Regions from separate parts of the Rattus norvegicus genome. Here region 2 is linked to region 1. A link is a contact called in public Hi-C data. All regions are on one chromosome and are shown on one strand. Each heading gives the region's core, a stretch centred on a gene start, on an enhancer-like site or on the middle of the called end of the contact. The rest is flanking DNA. Distances are from core to core; before and after follow the strand shown.

Region 1 (2,942 bases), core at 379-2,878:
AGAGCGCAAGGCCCTGGGTTCGGGCCCCAGCTCCGAAAAAAAAAAAAGAAAAAAAAAAAGAAGGTAGTAATACTTCTCATTATTAGGGTCAAGGGTGTGTCTCAGTGTCAGAAAGCTTGTCTAGGATCCTGGAGATCCTGAGTTGCATCCCTGTCACTGAAATAATAATTGTAGTAATAAATAATGAGAACATTACACTTCTGTCTTCTAGCATATCTAAGCTGGAGTCTGCTTCTGCTTGATTTATTGGTTGAATTATTCCAATCTCTTTGCTCAGCATCAGGAACAAAGTTCCCGATTGAGTTCGGATTTCTCAAGGAAGTAGAATACCTTTTAGGTACCCTTTGACTTTGAGGGGATTGATATTGACATCCCAAGACCAAGTTCTCAGCCCAAAGGAGATTTATTTGCCCCAGAGGAACAAATGGCAGGGAATAAGAGTCAAAGACAGGAGAGAGAGGATGAGGGTGAAGGGGAAAGGAACAAGGGAGAAGCGGAAGAGATCTCTGTTCTGGAGGACACAGGTCCGCCTCTGGATGGAGAGGAGACAGACACATAGGCCTATAGGCAAATGGCAGCTCGTAAGGTAAAGGGGGAAACCCCGTGTTAGGATGAGGGGTTTAATTTTGATTGCACAGATTAATTAGGGCTTTTAATTGCTGCACTTTTGTAGTTAGCCTCAGGGGAGGAAGTGGCCAAATAAGGTTCTAGATCTTGGTGGCTAGCTTTAGGAATGTAATCTAACGGTTTTTAACAAGGTCGATGGACTAGGAGAAGGGCAAGGCTCGCCCCAGCCGAGCTTCACATGCTCGGGTTAGCTACAACCCCTCAGGATTGACCTGGCTCTGCTGAGTATTCTCAGAGTGGCAGTTATCCTGGAAGGCGCAATGCTCTTTGCGAAAGTGACACTGTTAATCTTCTTAGCAGGCATATTCAGGGACACCAATTAAAGAGCACAATAACGACCACAAATATATACTCTTTAGAGATTATCTGGCCTGTTCATTCTGTCCCAAACCACGGAGATTCTAAGAGGTGTTCCCTGTGGCAGGCGTTTAGTTCTGGGAAATCACCAGGACAAGCAGAGTGGCAGAAACCTGTAGCCACTCTCCGCATTTTAAAAATGTATCCAACTCCACCACATTCTGTCAGAGATTCAAGATGCATCCTCTAGGTTGAGGTATTTTCAGTTTCTAAGGTTGTGACAGACATGAGGACTACAGTTATTCCTAAATTCGAAGCTTCTCTCACTCTGGATGAAGTCGGGGGTCAAAAACCAAACAAACCAAAAACATATCAAAAGGAGAGATCATGTTCCTCTGCTGTCCCGGTTGCACTCCAGGGGCCAGTCAGGGCTCCGCCGGGGCTCGGGCGTGAAGAAAACTCTTGAAAACGCACACGAAGTCCTTCTCAGGTCAGCATCTACAGTCAGATACAAGGCCAGCAGCGCCCTTCCCACGCCAGCCGGCGCCTGCTTAGCGCAGCGGCCGAACCCTGGAGGAGGCGGGGTCCCCGGGCGTAGAGCCCGACTCTGTGCGCTTCCCGGTCCTCCTCCTCCGCGCCGTCACTGGCTGCATCTTTCTGCCCCGGCACAATAGAGGCTCCGCCTTCCCTCCGCGCCAGCCCCGCGGCGCCCTGGGCCAGCAACCCTCCCTCGTCTTGTGCTCTGTGGCCACTGTCCGTCTTGAGTCCAGTCCCAGTGTGTCCCGGGCTTGGGCTTCCCGGCGCCAGTCTTCCACCTGAGCTCACCCTACGGCTCGCCCTCAGCAAGCCGGCGCTCTACTCCGCTCCCCCAGTCACCTCTTTCTTGTGACCTCTCTGCACAGTCTAGGTTGCTGGGGTCTGGAAGGAGATGTTCAGGGTCTCTGGGGAGCACAGTCCTGCTCCACTCAGCCACACCCAGCCTTAGACGGTTCTCTGAGCAACTACTCTTCCGGACTCCAGTGAAGACGCCTTCCAGCCTGTCTTTGTTGAGATCCCCCCCCCCAACCCAAGGTGGTCTCTGTAGGGACTAAGGTCCCTATCGCTGCATCTCTCATGGCCTATCCTCTGCCATTGGTTCTCTGCTTTGCTTTGGTGGTGGCACGGGTCTGGGGGTCCAGTACACCTCCCACAGGGACAAGTGAGCCCCCCGATGTGCAAACAGTGGCGCCCACGGAGGATGACGTTCTGCAAAACGAGGCGGACAACCAGGAGAACGTTTTATCTCAGGTAGGATGAGGAATCTCATGCCCACCCGTCTTACCTTGGGGGACCGCAAGGACCTGAGGCTACTCCTGGATGAAGTGTTTGCGAGCAGCTGTTTTTCTCTGTATTTTTAGTGAAAAGGATGTTTACTTTTAGTTTGTCACATTATATTGCTTGTTTGGTGTTGGACAGGCTTTCTTGTAGACCAGGCTGGTTTCCAAGCTCACTGTGTGGTTGAGGCCAGCCTTGAACTTCTGGTCCCTCTTACCTCCGCTTCTCAAACGTGGAGATTCTACTGCTCTGACTTTAGTTTTGTGGCACTGTGATAAGGTATTGTGTTAAAAGTAAGGGCATGGGTCCTGCTCTCACAACTGCCGAGTGTTTCAGGCTTACTAAGGCAAGAGAAAGGAAAGGAAGATTCCATACACTTGTTGAGAAGAAAGATGTGTGTGCCTGTGCGTGTGCATGTGTGTTTGTTGATGTAATGGTTGTGAAAAGTCCCTCTTGCCTACGAGACTGCCTGTCAGAATTGGAATGTGTAAACAGGAGGGCACGTAGGATAGGAGGCAGATGGCATACGCGGTGGGAGATGTTTTATAACCCCAGACGAGCCATTCGGACAGAGGCATAAGGTGAAGGCAGAATGTGTGATGCCTAGGAGGGGGACCCCAGAACAGAGGGACTTGTGTTAAGACCTGGTGTACCAGGAGTAGAGTGTTAGTGCAGATCCACACAGTTGTGGCTGATTCTCTCTG
Region 2 (2,713 bases), core at 176-2,675, 210 kb after region 1:
GTATACTCCCTTGTTAACACACTGCCATGTTAGTGTCCTCCTATGACTTTTTATATGTGTGTTTGAATAGCTGTGGAACTATAATGAACTTAAACTCTTAGCCTTTGGAAAAACACAAATCATTTTGAGGTCTTGGTAATACTTTATTTTAGGTACTAGTCCTAAAACTCCATTTATGAATATACACTAAATCTTATACTTCATTTCAAAGAGTTTACGAATCCTTAACATCCATTTGCAAATCACAAGGACACTTATTCCTAGGCTGCTATTTTCCCTACTTAACAAAACAAATAGGAATGTTGCTCCTGAATGAAGGCAGGCATTGCAAATTGTTTCTCTTTCTTTTGTCATTTTTATTAGGAATAGGTTTACACCCATACATCCAGTCTTAGTTTAGTTCTTTTTATCAACGTTCTATTGCCCGTGGTTGAGATCAAATTTATGAAGCCTTCTCCATCAGAAGCATGCTCCAGGGAGATACACTAACCAATCTTAAATGCAAATATGGCCATTAAAGCACATGTGACATTGATGTTTATTTACGCATGCCCGATTAACTCCTAGTTAATCAGTGTCAATCAGTTAATTAGTGTCAATAAAGGCAATCCTGAGAAATGAATGCTACATGCATTTTCTCATAGCCACGTATACACGGATCAATGTAAGTACAGAATGACTAAGCTGCCTCAGATGCACATATCTCAAGATTATCATTCCTCAAGCCTGAATTTCTATCACTAGTGTATGAACCCTAGACATCCATTTGCCTTTCTGGTAGAATCGCGAGCACACGATGCCATCTGGTGGAGAAAATAGAGAAAAACACCAATGCTGAGCTAATTGGCAAATCAGGTCTTCTAAAATCTAGTTCAACGCCCTGCTACAGTCTCCTCAGAAATTAAGAGCCATATTTATTGCTCAACACATCCCTGATTTGAAATGGTCCTTATTATTTTAAATCCTAACCACACCTAAAAAAAAATCAAAACAAAAAGGCCACAGCCAGAATAATCTCAGAATAAAATAGCAATAAAACATCTTCCAAAGTTTCTTCCTCATTCTAAGTGATTTCCTATCAAAAGCCTCAGCCAGTTGTGGCCCACACCTTTAGTGCCAGCACTCAGGAGGCAGGAGCAAGCAGATCTCTGCTGCTTTGAAGCCAGCTGGGTCTACTTACAGAGTTCCAGGCCAGTTAAGGATACATGAGACTCTGCCTCAAAAAAAAGCAAGAAAAAGAGAAATCAGGAGAAGGAGGAGGAGGAAGATGAGAAAGAAGAGGAAGAAGAGAAGGAGGAGAAAGAGGAGGAGGAAAACAACCACCACCACCACAAGAACAACAGCAGCACCTTGAATCCAGATATTATCACAATAAAAGCTGTAAGAAAAAAGAAGCAGCTTTCCGGCGGTGATGACCTCCCTACGAGAACATGTCTCTCACAAAGGATCTCCTTCATCCCTCTCCAAAAGAGAAGAAAAAGCGCCTGGTGCAGAGCCCCAATTGCTACTTTATGGATGTGAAATGCCCAGGATGCTATAAAATCACCACGGTCTTTAGCCATGCACAAACAGTAGTCTTGTGTGTTGGCTGCTCCATGGTCCTCTGTCAGCCTACAGGTGGGAAAGCAAGGCTGACAGAAGGATGCTCCTTCAGGAGGAAGCAGCACTGAAAGCCCCTGATTCAAGATGAGTGGAACCTTCCCAATAAATACATTTTGGATATATATTTTTAAAGAAAAGAAAGAAGGGGGGTTGGGGATTTAGTTCAGTGGTAGAGCACTTGCCTAGCAAGCGCAAGGCCCTGGGTTCGGTCCCCAGCTCCGAAAAAAAAAAAAAAAGAAAGAAGGAAAGAAAGAAACAGTTATGATCTGTAATGTACTGTCTCTCGAAGGACATGAACCTCATCACTTTAGTTTTCTCTGCAAAATCTTTAGACAAGGACATTTTCTGATGTGATGCCACACGCTCAAAAAATTGAACACATATTAAAGTGTGTAATATAAGCCTTATTAAACTATGTAATATAAACCTCGTTTCTTCCAATAAAGGCAGAGCATCAGTCTCACGGGTACCTTTGGTGGGCGCAGGCTGTATACTGATAATCGACTGCTGCTTTGCCAGTGGCATCAGGGCTGGCAGTGTCTGAATGATGATGGTCTTTGCTGGGACACTGGCGTTTGCTGGAGTCTTGGGTGCTGCTGGAAGTAACAAAGGCTTGGGCTGAACTGAAGGTTTTGAACTCATCTGGATTTTTTTCTTTGGAGTCAGTCCATGTTCTGGAGTAAAAAAACAAAATTCAAATCAATCTGAAGAAAGTTAAGAAAACATATCACGTTACATGCGCTCCTCTATGTATTAGCCTGACTTCAAGTAACAGTCACCAAGGGGCATATGCACAGCTTCTCTGTAACAGAGTGGACTGAAAAGAACTCCCCGACCTGAGATCATCCTCTGTGCAGTTCTGGAAGGGGGAACATGATCTGGTAAAGGCTAACAGTACTGAATGAAGCCTGCGCTTAATGAGCTGAGAGGCTCACAGTGTCTGTAACTGGACCTTTACAGCCTCTCCTGCAGACAACAGAACCCAAGTCTACTTTAATATTTCTCACCTATGATGACAAAGACCATCACAGGAAAATTTCTCCCCTTGTCCTCTTCGCAGTTGTCATTCAAAACAACAACAACAAAAAAGATGTAATTTAGGGTTTTAAGA

The links. A called contact is a pair of places that touch in the nucleus more often than the background predicts.
Region 2: a contact with region 1 is called in a Hi-C map of the A7r5 cell line, with 4 times the contacts expected there. The contact joins the promoter of LOC100911728 here to the promoter of Olfml2b in region 1. A contact is called at or near these places in 8 of 12 Hi-C or Micro-C datasets (the A7r5 cell line, Schwann cells, frontal cortex and 5 more).

Annotation. Positions count from the first base shown.
Region 1 is chr13:85,400,541-85,403,482 of GRCr8, forward strand. It overlaps Olfml2b (olfactomedin-like 2B), which reads left to right and starts at 1,629. Exons shown (of 8, transcript NM_001107195.1): 1 at 1,629-2,211. The coding sequence starts at 2,038.
Region 2 is chr13:85,614,109-85,616,821 of GRCr8, forward strand. LOC100911728 (40S ribosomal protein S27-like) reads left to right here and starts at 1,426. Exons shown (of 1, transcript XM_003751271.6): 1 at 1,426-1,726. The coding sequence starts at 1,431. The coding sequence ends at 1,670. It overlaps Atf6 (activating transcription factor 6), which reads right to left. Exons shown (of 16, transcript NM_001107196.1): 6 at 2,073-2,276.